Linked DNA regions of Mus musculus: regions 1 and 3 are each linked to region 2. Evidence: chromatin contacts called from public HiChIP or PLAC-seq and Micro-C data. All regions are on one chromosome and are shown on one strand. The core of a region is the stretch at or near the end of the contact, and the rest is flanking DNA. Distances in the headings are between cores, read along the strand shown.

Evidence for each region. A called contact is a pair of places that touch in the nucleus more often than the background predicts. HiChIP or PLAC-seq counts read pairs in DNA pulled down with a chosen protein or histone mark.
Region 1: a contact with region 2 is called in a FOXA1 HiChIP or PLAC-seq map of pancreatic cancer cells. The contact joins the promoter of Gins4 here to the promoter of Kat6a in region 2. A contact is called at or near these places in 10 of 39 promoter capture datasets (the 3T3-L1 cell line, 3T3-L1-derived adipocytes, erythroid cells and 6 more), 2 of 484 Hi-C or Micro-C datasets (both in embryonic stem cells), 3 of 115 datasets of contacts at active chromatin or transcription factors (fetal liver, microglia and pancreatic cancer cells) and 2 of 9 other capture datasets (adipose tissue and pancreatic islet).
Region 3: a contact with region 2 is called in a Micro-C map of embryonic stem cells, with 6 times the contacts expected there. The contact joins the promoter of Slc25a15 here to the promoter of Kat6a in region 2. A contact is called at or near these places in 13 of 39 promoter capture datasets (3T3-L1-derived adipocytes, the C10 cell line, the HPC-7 cell line and 7 more), 5 of 484 Hi-C or Micro-C datasets (CD4 T cells, embryonic stem cells and liver), 2 of 115 datasets of contacts at active chromatin or transcription factors (pancreatic cancer cells and pro-B cells) and 2 of 9 other capture datasets (adipose tissue and liver).

What each region holds. Positions count from the first base shown.
Region 1 is chr8:23,235,497-23,239,608 of GRCm38.p6, reverse strand. It overlaps Gins4 (GINS complex subunit 4 (Sld5 homolog)), which reads left to right and starts at 1,941. Exons shown (of 8, transcript NM_024240.6): 1 at 1,941-2,139; 2 at 2,510-2,629. The coding sequence starts at 2,534. Gm39141 (a long non-coding RNA gene) reads right to left here and starts at 1,829. Exons shown (of 3, transcript XR_870246.2): 1 at 1,741-1,829.
Region 2 is chr8:22,858,248-22,862,684 of GRCm38.p6, reverse strand. It overlaps Kat6a (K(lysine) acetyltransferase 6A), which reads right to left and starts at 3,139. Exons shown (of 18, transcript NM_001081149.2): 1 at 3,053-3,139; 2 at 1,083-1,168; 3 at 1-797. The coding sequence starts at 483. It overlaps Gm46036 (a long non-coding RNA gene), which reads left to right and starts at 2,246. Exons shown (of 3, transcript XR_001778526.2): 1 at 2,246-2,431.
Region 3 is chr8:22,396,429-22,401,080 of GRCm38.p6, reverse strand. Slc25a15 (solute carrier family 25 (mitochondrial carrier ornithine transporter), member 15) reads left to right here and starts at 2,460. Exons shown (of 7, transcript NM_181325.4): 1 at 2,460-2,641. It overlaps 1810012K16Rik (RIKEN cDNA 1810012K16 gene), which reads right to left and starts at 2,360. Exons shown (of 3, transcript NR_045473.1): 1 at 2,098-2,360; 2 at 1,803-1,934; 3 at 1,490-1,636.

The sequences.
Region 1 (4,112 bases), core at 692-3,191, 380 kb before region 2:
TGTCGCCCCTAGAAATGTTAAAGACAAAGAAGGAGAGGGAAAGAAAGGAAAGGAGAGGTGTGGAAAGTAACTTTCCTGACTTACAAGTGAGTGAAAGTAAAGAAGGGCCCAGTGTTGAGGGTAAAGCTGTATTACTCGCTTTCTGTAAAAGTCAAAGACAAGCCCCTCTCATAGACAAACACCCAGGGTGAGTTCAAGCAGTCACAGGACTCTCTGTAGGTCACGCCGGAAGCTTGTGATGGAGCAGTTTCTAGAATGACAGCTGCCTACAGAATCTGCTGTAATACACCAAACAGCCAAGGCTTCTGGTTTCTGGTTCTTGTCTCAGAAAATACAACTTCATAACCAACCTCACTAAGCTAATTTCTTATCACTCTGGGCTACTCTACAGATGTAATTTATTTTATCTGTTCCATGCTTATTTGATAATAAAATATCAATCTAATGATATGTGGAACAAAATATAAGCATCCTGTTAGCAGATGAATATTAAAATGTTTACGCCACCAGGAGGCAGAGGTGGGTGGATCTTTATGAGTTTGAGGCTAATCTGCTCTACATAACAAGTTCCAGGTTCGTCAGAGTTACATGATGAGGCCCTGTATCAAATAAAAATAAATAATGAAAATTTTTTGTACGTCAGTGATAAACTGTAGAAAGAGATTTTGTTTTACTTAGTTGCTGGGGACTGGACCCAGGTTAAATGCTAAGATTGTACTGTACCACTGCACCACATTCCCCCGCTCCCATCTATACAAATCATTTTAATTTAAAAAATAGGTATAATACCAAGAATCTTTAGGCTACCACAAATTCAAATTTCCATAACTTTCTATTAGTCCTGTTATTTCTTTTTGTTGTTGTTGTGGTTTTGTTTTTGTTTTTCGAGATAGGGTTTCTCTGTGTAGCCTTGGCTGTCCTGGAACTCACTCTGTAGACCAGGCTGGCCTCAAACTCAGAAATCCACCTGCCTCTGCCTCCCAAGTGCTGGGCTTAGAGGCCTGTGCCACCACACCCGGCTCAATCCTCTGTTATTTCTTACTCTTTCAAGTAGTAATATGTCAGGATGCATAATTTATAGGTATATAAAACTATAAAAATTTGCAATCTGATTCCATCTCTGAAGCTAATTAGGAAGTTTGGCACTTAAAAAATATAAGGGGCTAGGGGCTGGAGAGATAGATAGCTCATTGGTTTAGAGCACTTGCTCTAAACCAGAGGACTGGAGTTTGGTTGTCGGTACCCATGTGGAACAGCTCATAACCACATGTTATGAGCTCCATCAGGATCCAGTGCATTCTTCTGTCCTCAGCTGGCACCACACTCATGTGCAAGCACACATACTAACATACATGAAAATAAGGAAATATATCTATAAAAATAATCTTAAGGGGGCTCAGTGGGTAACAGCACTTGCTATGCGATCGTGACCTGAGCATGTACCACATGCGTATATTGCATTCACACTCACTAAAAAGGTAGAATCCTAGAAAGTCAGTAGGCATTCTTTCATCACCAAAAAGAACAACTCAAATAACATTAGAGAACAACTCTGCGCAAAAAAAAAATGTAAAGGAAGGACAATGGAGTGAGTCTCTTAAATGTAGTTTCAACACACATATATGAATCTGTGAACAGGTTTGGCAATGGAACCAACCCACACACAGTAAATGTTAAAGGAAGGAAGGAACTGGGCCCTGTACCGATTCGCCACAAGACGGCGCTGCCTGGTTTCCTTACTGTGAGCCGAACGCCCCCACGTGGCCGTCCCGAGACGGTGCCACCCGGCACTTCACTCCCGGCCTCCTTCCCCGCCTTCCGGAAGTATGTTCTATAGCTCGGCAAGAGCCCGCCCCGGGGTAGGCGGGGCCAAGGGGCGTGTGTCCGCTTTCCCCTGGGCCTGATTGGTTAGTGCTCCCGCAGCGCGGAGACGTTTTCCTGTCGACGCTGTGTTTGGGGAAAGGAGCGCGGGAGCTGTACCGCTGCTGGTCGGGTCTGTGGGCCGCGGGCTTTCCGCGCGATCTCCGGCGCCCACCGCTCGGGGAGCCTCAGTCCGTGGTGTCCCCCGAGCGTGCCGGCTAGGAGAGAAGGGAAGAGGGATCCCTGAGCCGTGTAGCCGCTTTGAGTGCCAACTGCGAGGTGAGCGCTGGAGTGTCCAAGCGACCCCGGGTCAGTTGCAGCTGAGGACGCGATGTGCCGAGCACTTGACACGATGCACTTTTCTCATTTGAACCGAATGGGCTCCTGGGCCACTGAGGCAAAACGCTGCTCCTGGCGACGACAAGGAGCATTGCGGTTTAGTGTGGTATCTGCCCAGGTCCAGGCCCATGCAGCGGGAAAGATTAGGAGAGAAACCGACCAAGGGACTAAACCCAACACTGAAAAATCAGTCTCTGATTTCGCCATCCCTGGCCAGTGCACCCCCTTCAGCCCCAATAAACTTGTCCCTAAATGCCTTTTCTTGCAAGTAAGTGGGAGAAGCTTTTCAGGGTGTTGGTTTATTTTTCAGGTGTAGGTTCCCGGTTGAGAAACGATGACGGAGGTTCTGGATCTCCACGGACAGGACTCTGATGGGGGTAGTGAGGAGATGGTCCTAACTCCTGCAGAGCTCATTGAAAAGCTGGAGCAGGTAAGCACCCCAAATATGTCCCGTGTTCTTAGCTCTTAACTTACTCCAGGTGTGCAGTACCACGGCTCAGAAAATAAGGAAACAGAAGATTTGTTTCCAAAGAGCAGTGTTTGTAACATCTGCATAAAAATAGGAAGCCAGAAAGCAGGGCCTTCTTTAGGAGTCTCATCTTGTCAGTCTTCAAGGATGGCTAGTAAAAGTAGGCTTTGGACACATGTAGTAGAATGTTTCACAAAGCAATGCTCTGCTGTGCTATTTTGAGGACGTAAAGATGTGTGTGATCTGTAGAGAAGCATGCCATTTCTCTATAGTAGTCTCTTCCTCTGTTTCCTCCCCCATTGGAAGATATCTGCTCTAACAAGAAATTGCCATCCCTTTTGGTCATAATAGCAGTGATTATTTCTTGCATAGTTGTTGTTGTCGTCGTCGTCTTCTTCTTCTTCTTCTCCTTCTCCTTCTTTCTCCTTCTCCTTCTCCTTCTCCTTCTTCTTCTTCTTCTTCTTCTTCTTCCCCTCCTCCTTCTTTTCCTCCTCCTCCTCCTCCTCCTCCTCCTTCAATAATATCTTCTCATGAACCTCGGGTAGTTTAGGAATTCTGAACATGCTTGGGGTTTTTTAGGTTTTGTTTTTGCTTTTTGTTTGTTTGTTTTAAGTTTGTTTTTGAGATAGGGCCTCACTATGCATCACTGGCCGGTCTTGAACTCTCAGAGTTCACCTGCCTCTGCCCTCTGTGTGCTGGCAGTAAAAGCATGCACTGTGTTGCCCTATAAGTTCTGGGACATTCATGGCGTATACTATTGAGTGTTCTTTAGAGGACAGTTGACCATGGGTACCCACCTCCAGTGGATACCTCTACAACATAGCCCCTACAACCAAGGCTCAGGGAACGCCAAAGAAGAGAGAGCAGGAAGAGACAGAGGACCAGGACATCTGCTGCAGGGTTATCCTCTCTATATGTCAGGGAGGCTGTGCCCATGAGAGCTCAGGAATATTGCTGCTTAGACAGGACCCAAACAATGAATGACAATGGCATTCCAACACGGATGGGGAACCTCACAAGGCCCCACCCCTAAGTGAGCTGCAGACGAATAACGACAGCTGAGAGAGGAAGATTATTAGTCTTCCTCGGGATGAGGTCCCTAAATGGTTATCCAGTGCCAAATGGCCATCCCTGAAAACAGACAGACGAGCAACACCGCATGAATCCAGCAGGTTCTATCTATGCATTTATTTGTATATATAGGTAACAATAATTTAAAAGAGGCCATGAATTTTGAGATGGAGTCGGGGGATATGGTTGGCATTGGAGGGAGGAGAGGAAGAGGGGATGATGTAATTGTACTTTGACTAAACTTTAAAAAAATAAAAGGTTCATTGGGTCTTTCTTACAGTGCAGAGTTTCTCATTTCGGTGATTGTGTTTGTTTGGTTGGACTGTATAATCAAACAGATGAGTGGCTTCCCCAGGGTTTTACTGTGTGTAAG
Region 2 (4,437 bases), core at 1,890-4,389:
GAGGAGTCGGCCATGACCAACAGCACGCTTGATGGCCAATCGTAGCTGCTGGTGAAACCCAGGGGCAGCACTACCTCCACAGGCAGCAGATACATCCTTCTGGCTTTTCAAAAAACGTTCGATACTTTTCAAAGTTGAGCCACCAGTCTCTGCCAAGCCCTCAAATGCCCGCTTGAGTAATTTATTCCAATCCACACTTTGCTTAGTATCCAATTTTCCATGGTTCCGAGGTTTAGGAAGTGCTATTCGCCCAGGATTATCAGGATCTTTGTAGGAATTGAGACCTTTGTTTGAGACCTTTAAAATCGTCCCGTCTTTGACGCTCAGCTCCAGCTGCTCTAGCACAGTCCTGCGGTCCAGCCCATGGGATGAGGACACGGCATTGCAGATCCTTTCCTCTGAAGGTCGCTGTTTCTGCTTCTTGACTTTTTTGATGGCCTCCAAAATCCACTCCGTGTACAGCGGGTTAGCGAGTTTTACCATGGTGAAGGATTCTGTATATCCATAGAGTCGTTATCCCTTATCCTGATGCTGAGTAAGTCTTACACCATGGAAAACAGGATTCTCGGAGGATGGGAACCAGTTAACCATAGCATACAAGATTTCTGGCCTGAGTCTTCCCTCCTTTCACAAAATAGATTTACAGCCTACTTTTACCTCAGAAATCAAAACGCCTGGTTTTTCTGTCGTATCTTCAAAATCCTCACTATCACAACGCATTGGTGTCTACTCCACACACACTCCTGGGTTCCACACATCTCATTCCCGGCTTCAAGCAGAAAGTGAGTATCTTAAGCCTGAGAAGAAATTAAAATAATGTCAGTTTTCTATCAAGGCCTGCTCTGTGAATAAGTTATCAAATGAAACCTCCTAGTCGCGTCTTAAAGCAGTGTGTTTAACAACACTCTCAAGAGCTTAAATACAGCACTATCAATACAGTCAACTGGAAACCACGGGAATAAAAACAGAAGGAGAAGAAGCTGAGTAGTTAAAGTAAAATGAGGAACTAAAGATGTCTACAAACGACCTCAGCCGTAACTAACCGGAGGAGTGCTAGTTAGTCCTCCGCAATCTGTGCTCACCAGTCTAGGGGGTCAACTCGTCCTCCACATTGTCCCCAAGAAACTATTCAGCACTTCAACAAGTATCTGGATTAGTAGGAAGAATCCTGCAACAAAAGCAAAAGTGGATCAGCTTTCAAAATTCCAGTGGATAGGAAACAGACAGTAAGCTCTGCAGAAACCACTAACAGCAATCTGATCAGTTCCTACACGAAAGAAAATAAACCTGCTTCACACACCACAATACGGAGAGTAATGCAAACGAAAACAGCTTAGTGTCAAAGTGTGTAAGGAATTTCATTCAAACTTTCACCAATACCCATACACTGAAGGAAATGACAACTGTCAAACATAATCTACAGATAAACTAGAAATAAGAAAGGCCTAGAATCATTTGGATCAAATGCAGATACATGTAAAATCGTACAATACAGAAAACAAGTAACTGCCTATGATCTGATAAAAATGTAAATTTGAGATTGCTATCTCAGAATGTACATTAGTCAATAAAACAAAAACAAATATACTACTACCTCTGAACTTGTTCCTCCAAAACTAAGTGTAACTTTGAACTTCTCATGTTTTGGAGCACGTGTACAATATAAACACAGCAAAAAAGGGGCGGGGGCACCCCTTCAGCAACTATTCCCAACAGTGTGCAGGCAAACGGGAGACTAATACATGAGGAATGAAATAGTACTAGTAAGAAAAAAAGCATTAGCACCCGGGGCCAAAATGTATTTCAAAATTAGCTAACTAAAAGAAGTACCCCCCTCCCCAGGAGGGGTGCTTCATATTAGTGGAGGTTTTACGAGGACAAACATCAGAATTATTACCCAAGGGATGTTTCTGATATAGACACTAACTTTAAAGTAACCAGGACTAAGACCTAAGAAGGTGGGAACACCCTATGTGGCTGAGTTTTCAGGTGAAAAAGAATGAATGACAGTCACACATTGTCTTTCCGGCCGGAAGTTTCCCCAATCTGCGAGTCTGCACAAACCAACGCTCTGAAGATCTGAACCCTAACTCTCAGAAAGTACACTCGCGAGCTAGAAAGAAAGACCAGCCGGGCTCGCAAAGCCCTTCCCGCTCTCTCTCCCAACCCAAAACACATCTGCGCGCGCCCTCGATTTAAAGCCCAAGGAACTTTAAAAAAAACTTGAAGCGGCAGAGCCCCGCAGTTTGCCAGCGGACCGCTTCGCCGGTCCCATTCTATGGAAACACAGCCCGGAGAGTAAGTTAACAATGAAATCACGTGGAGTTAGGAGCATAGTAAGCTCTAGCCCCAGCTCCTCCGAGCTCTTCGCTCCAAGGGGTCGGCTCAGAAGAGCAGCAAGGGGGACACCGGCTGTGACGGAGCCTGACAGGTAGGGCAGGTCCGGCCCAAAGTCGCGGAGCTCTTGACAGGCAAGCCCGCCGCCACCCGTCCCGGCTAGGGGCTGACAGTCCGACAGACACAACACCACACGTGCTGCCTGCTCCAGACCACTGCACCCACCAGGCTGTCACCCTGCACCGCTCAACCCCGCTCGGATCTCCGCGCACTCCGCACAGCCCGGAGTGCGCGCCCGCCCGGCGCCGGGAGCGGCGGGAGCGGCGGGCGGGCGGGCGGACGGACGGCGGGCGCGCCCCCGAGGGAGAGCGGGCGAGCCCGCACAGCAGCCCCAGGCTCCGCGGCCTGGCTGCTCGGCGCCAGGGAGCCCCGGCTCCCGGAGTGGGCCGCCGGCGGAGCTAGGGCGGCGGCGGCGGCGGGCCCGTCGGCGCGAGCCCGGAGGGCGGGCGCGGGCCGGGCCGCGGAGTCGGACGCGAGGGGGCGGCCGCGGCGCCCAGCCCGAGGCCTGGCGCAGAGCAGCGGGGAGGCGGCGCAGGCCGCGGCGGGGCCTGCAAGCGGCCCGCCGTCCCCGCGAGGCGCCGAAGCAGACTCCGGGGCGGCCTAGCCTCGGGCTCGGCAGCTGGGAGCGACCGGGGGCGGCCCCTCGGCTCCTTACCTGGGGGGAAGACAGCCGGGATCCCGGGGGCCCGGGCCGGACCGCGGAGATGCCCCAAACTGACACGGCCGCCATCTTGGAGACAGTGAGCTCCGACTGGGGGGAGGGGAGGCCAAGCGGCGGAACAGCCGCGGGGGGAGGGGAGCGTCGCGAGGGAACGGCTGCCTGGGGAGGGAGCGGGAACAGCCTGCGCGGGCGGGCGGGAGGGAGGGAGCGGAGGAGCGCGGGAGGGGGGCGGCCGGTAGCTGGAAGAGCCGGCTCGTCGCCGGGAAGGGCCGGAGGGCGGGGCCACGGGGGGCGGGGTGGAGGGAGCCGCTGGGCGGGTCACGTGGGGCGGGTACAAAAGGCCGAAGCCCGGGTGGAAGCGGGAGTTGGCCGGGCTGGAGGCCAACAGCTGGGGGCGTCCCCTCCTCCTTTCTCACGCGCAGCGATCGGGCAGAATGGCGAGGCCACAGGCGGAAGGTGCACCCGGATTATACAGCCCGGGAAACTTGGAGCGGGCGGGCGGGCGGGCGGGCGGGCGGGCGGGCGCTTGGGTGGGGCGGCTTCGGCGCGACGCCGAAACCTCGGAGCTAGGAAGCTCGGAGCTCCCGGCGCGCGGCGTCCGCCCGGGTTCCCAGGCCCTTGTTAGCGCCCGGGGGCGTGCACCCGCGGCTGCCTTGCAGGGTCGGGGACACACACACACACACACACACACAGTGGCTTCGGGAGCTCCGTGGCTGGGCGGGGGAACGCGGGTGGCAGGAGTTCCTTCTTTTGCCTTCGCCTTTCTGCTCACTCTGCACTCCAGCTGCTCATCCCCCCGTGGTTCAAAGAATAGTCTGGCTAGAAAGGGGAGAGGGCACGAAGTTGGACACTCCTTGTCAGCCAACAAGATGCCCACCTAGGGCACTTGACTGACCCCCCTGCCCGCAAGTCACTAAACCTTGGAAACATGTTTATAAGAAACACCACCCACCGAGCTCGGTTTCTAGGACTTGGACAAGGTCACACAGCTATTATGGCACGGTTGCTTGTGGAACCTGGGTCTTTCTCTTCTTTTCCTACCCTGTGCAGTTTGATGGCTGAACCGCAGAGACTCTTGGCTAGGGCAAGCCTCTCCGCTACTGGCTACCTGTTTCTTTGTCTTTGGTCCACTAGAAACTCTTGAGATTGAGTCCCACACACACATACCCCTTCCCTGGAAAGACGTTAAAGCTCAACAGCTTGAGACTTGTATTGCTGCTACCCTTGCACTTGGTTTATGTCCCCTTCCTAGACTGTTAACCCCCCGCCACCTCATTTTATCATAGCTTTACCAAAAAGGAAAAAAACACCTGCTAGTCGCTGCCATAACTTTGATATTACTTTGTTGGTTTTGTGCTTTATTCACTTTACAGTTCAGG
Region 3 (4,652 bases), core at 1,211-3,710, 460 kb after region 2:
AAGATTGGTTGTACTGACTCCAAACAAGACCCAAGGGAGTTTGCAACAGAAGTTCTATCAGTAGTCAAGAATACTTAGTGGGTATGAGGATGTGTAATTAGAGCATTAATTTCTTTCTCCTCGATCACCAAGTGCACATTTGAATCCAAGATGTTCTGTGTTTGTGATTTGCTTGCAACTCCAGTTTCACACTGCGTTATCTGCCCCCCACCCCCTGCCCCATGATGTCATTAACCTGCACATTGTGAAATTCTGGTACACCGACAAAGGTTTGATTCCTGTAGTCAGTCAGTCTGTCCTCTCACCTGCGTCAAACCTGCTGCCTTACTGGCCAGCCACACTGATATCTTGCATAATCCCAAGGGTAGTCACCATTACCTTGAGCAGAGAGTCCTGTGTGTGACTGTTTGTTCATTTGGAAGTCAGCCCTGAGACACACTTTGTTGTCCAATGAGAGCAGTGTTCTTTGCCTGTGACATGCTGTTTTCAAGAGGACAGAGAGGTAGGTCAGCAGTTAAGAGCACTCACTTGTCTTAGAGTTTCTATTCCTGCACAAACATCATGACCAAGAAGCAAGTTGGGGAGGAAAGGGTTTATTTAGCTTACATTTCCACATTGCTGTTCATCACCAAAGGAAGTCAGGACTGGAACTCAAGCAGGTCAGGAAGCAGGAGCTGATGCAGAGGCCATGGAGGGATGTTACTTACTGGCTTGCTTCCCCTGGCTTGCTCAGCCTGCTTTCTTATAGAACCCAGGACTACCAGCCCAGGGACACCCACAAGGGGCCCTCTCACCTTGATCACTAATTGAGAAAATGCCTTGCAGCTGGATCTCATGGAGGCACTTCCCCAACTAAACTCCTTTCTCTGTGGTAACACCAGCCTGGATCAAGTTGACACACAAAACCAGCCAGTACAATTGACACTCCCCCCTCAACTTGACACACAAACACATCACTATAAAGGAAGCACACAAGGAAGACGGCTCACCACTGGTACCTCTTGTTGTTCAAGGGACAACTTTGCCTTGCAGCCTCCACAGGTGCCAGCATGCATGTTTTCATACATACACATCAATTTCAGAATTAAAGGAATCTTTAAAAACGTGAAAAGGCTCATAGGGAGGCTGAAGCGGAGTGGGAAGCTGGTGGTGTAGGGGTCACATGACCCTGAGACTCTTCCAATTGAATAGGGCTAGAGTTAAAGATAGTTTTATCACTCCTGTGAACCACAGTTTTCTTAAGTATTCCCTGCTCCTTTTGATTTTATGATTCTTTTTTAAAGATTTATTTTATTTATGTGTAGTGTGTGTGTGTGTGTGTGTGTGTGTGTGTGTGTACCCCTGAAGGAACCTGCAGATGCTTACAGAAGCCAGACGGGGGAGCTGGATACACACCAGCGCTGGACTTGGGCGCTACCAGATGTGGGCTAAGAACTGAATTTTAGTTTCGTTCTGTTGCAGCAATGAAACACTGTTGCCTAAACTGCAGCTTGGAAAAGGTTTATTTGGCATTCTCTTCCAGATTGACGGAAGGCAGGAAGTCAAGGCAGAAGCCATGTAGGAATACAGATTACCGACTCACTTTCTTGGTTGATCTCTGGACGATGCTTTTTTCCCCCCTCCAATCCAGGACTTCCTGCCAGAGGAATGACACCACCCATAGTGGGCTGGGCTCTCCAGCATCAATTACTGATCAAGACATTGCTGCTACGGACCTTTCCATCCTCAGACTGACTGGATTTAGGCAATCCCTCTACTGATTCTAGGCTGAGTCAAGTTGATAAGTATCAAAGGTTCTTTACCTCTGCGCCCTCACTCCAGCGTCACTTTGAGCTTCTAATTAAAGCCTCAGGAATATATCGCTGGGAACTATAAAACCTGCAGCGGCAGCTTATATTGTTGTCTTTTCCATAATGTTCCTGGGAATGGATTTCCTTAGGGGAGAAAGAATGAAACCTAAAGCGACACAAAATAGACAATCAGACAAGCAACTAAAACCTAGGGATGTAGCTCTGTTGGCAGAGCGCTTGCCTAGCATGCAGGAAGCCCCACGTTTCATCCCAGCCACCTCACAAATCCAAGCCTGGTGGAACAAACCTGAAATTCCTTCTCTTGGAAGGGGGAGGTAGGAAGATCAGGAAGTTCCTGACCACCCTCAGCCATATAGCAAGTTAAGCCTGGGCTATGCGAGACCCTGTCTGTAGACAAATAAACAGATGATTTAAAAAGCTGCCCATAAGGGAACTTATAGTTCACCACTACCATTCTAGTACTTTCCATTTACTGTTAAAGCCACAGCCTCCTGGGGCTGGATAACGCTGGGAGACCTCAAGGTGAGTCCTCCCGGAGGCTGCCAGCTCGGCAGTCAGCGAGGAGAGCAGATTTCCGTTTCCTTGGCCAGCCTTCGGGAGGGAGGGGCGGAGGGGGCCTCGCGTGGGGGAGGGCCGGTAGGGCGGGACTTCGAGAGGGCGGGCCCTCAGGAGGGCGTGGCCTCCGGAGGGAGGGCTGGTGGAGGGGGTCTCAGGAGGGAGGGCCCGAGGGCCGGACCCACAGGGCGACCTTAAAAATTGCCCGGGGGCCCGCGGCCGCCAGCGGAGCGCGCGGGCGGCAGAGGGCGAGCCGGACACAGCCAGGCGCGGCGGTGAGGCTGCGGGAGCGGGCGGGAGCGAGCGAGTGGGCGACCGGCCCGGCTGGGGAACGCGGCTGACAGTCCCCGCCCTGCCGCACACGTGCCGCGGCTCCGGGCGCGCGCACCGGGCTCGCTGCGGGGTCCCGGGAGACGCGGAGGTTCGGGCGGGCGGGCGCGGTGGCCAGTGTGCGCGCGCTGCGCGGAGCAGAGCAGAATCCGGGTCAGGCCGGGTGAAGCGCTCCGCAGCTGCGGCAGTAGTTGGCACCCCGGTTGTCCCGGGCTGGGCCCGAGGGGTTCGATTGATGGTGGTGGCAGGCAGGCGGCCTTCTGCAGCCCAGCTGCAGCTCCAGCTGCAGCTCCAGACGGGTCCCTCCTTAGCGAAAGGCAGCCTCACCTGCGCTGAGCACCCGGGAAGTTCTTTCTGGCACCCTAGGAACCAGTGGTTGTGTCGGCGGCGTTGTTTCTGGGACTGCTGGGTAGTTTGAAGGAAGAGGGTGAGACGCTCAAAGGATTCGGGGTTTCTACTCCAAATGGTACAGCAGGCTCCTAAATTAGTTTAAATCCGCGCAGACCGGTCTGGTTTTTGCAGGTCCTGCATATCCCCCAAGCCACAGGTGATACTCAGGTCCTTGTGCATTCTTTCTGGGTTCATCTGTTAGTAGCGTTTCTGTCTTCTATAATTTGACAGATACCCCTGAGAAGGGGGCTAAGTGTTAAGAGTACTTTCCTGGTATGCAGGAAGTTAGGTTTAATTCCCAGCACGGGAAAGCACTTAAAAAAATATATCTTTTTAAAATTGTAATTAACATCATTTCCTCCCTTCCCTTTTCTACGCCTAACCCCTTCGGTGTAACCATATCCCCTACCCCCTTTCAAATTCATGGCCTCTTTTTCTCAGGACATATAATGCTACTTGTCTCTATATGGTGGATAACCAACTGGGGACTGTACTCTGGGGAAGACTATGCCCCCATTCCCAGCTTTCCTTACTCGTTTGTAGTTCTTTGTCAAGGGTTGAGACCCCCTCCCCCGAGATTTCCTTATCCATGTTAGTGTGTCTATTGCTTTCATCCTCATGTAGGTCTTGTCCCCAAGTTGATGCGACTTCATGGCCTTTCTAACATTTCTAGGAGACTCAAGTTCACAGCAAACTTACTGTCCCTTTGGCTCTTGGAGGGGGGGGGGGGATTAAAGGTTAATTCTGCACATATTATTTCTCTAGGACTTGAAATGTTTTCATTTGGTGTATGTGAAAGGGTTGGATTTATAGTGACTGCCTAATTAGATACACTTTTCTATGCCTCCAAAGTTAGTAAAGAATAGTTCCTGAGGAAACAAATGAACACATTGAAGCTCCTCTGAGACCACTGTGGATACTCCCCACCACCTGGTTGGTCTTTTACTTTCCCTGCAAAAATGTAGGCACAGGTGTTTCTGTAATCACCAGGTTGCTAGTTTTAAAAGAAAGAAAGGTTCTTGGAATAAGGTCATTGACTTTTTTTTTTTTTAAATTCTGCCCTTATTTTCTGGACTTTTTGGATGGCTTTGGTATTTGAAAGAGTCCTGGCCTAATGCACCAGCCCCTTCATTGTGATGAGGAGTAAAATTGTTCTCTGTTACGTGTAAATTAATTCTGTATTTTGAGAGCATACAGAATAGTTTTGGATGATTGGTAACTTGGATCTTGTATGTTGAGTCATTCTCCTTTCTAGTTAATGTTAAATTCATTTCTCAGAAAGGTTTCTTTCTTTCTTTCTTTCTTTCTTTCTTTTTTTTTTTTTTGTCTAAAGGTAGAAGGAAACTTTGTTTCCCCAAAGCCTTTAAAAAAAACCCAAACATTTCAAGTCTTGCTGTAAAGAGAACAGCAGCAGTTTGACTCTTTGGGATATACCCCTGGGATTCTCATCAAGCAAAGTTGGAACCCAGAAGTCCAGATGTTGCACCAAAGTGTGGCTGGCTCACATGACCTGCCTTCCTTGGATTTACGCTCCGAGACTCTCTAGTCCCGCTTGAGGCCCGTTGA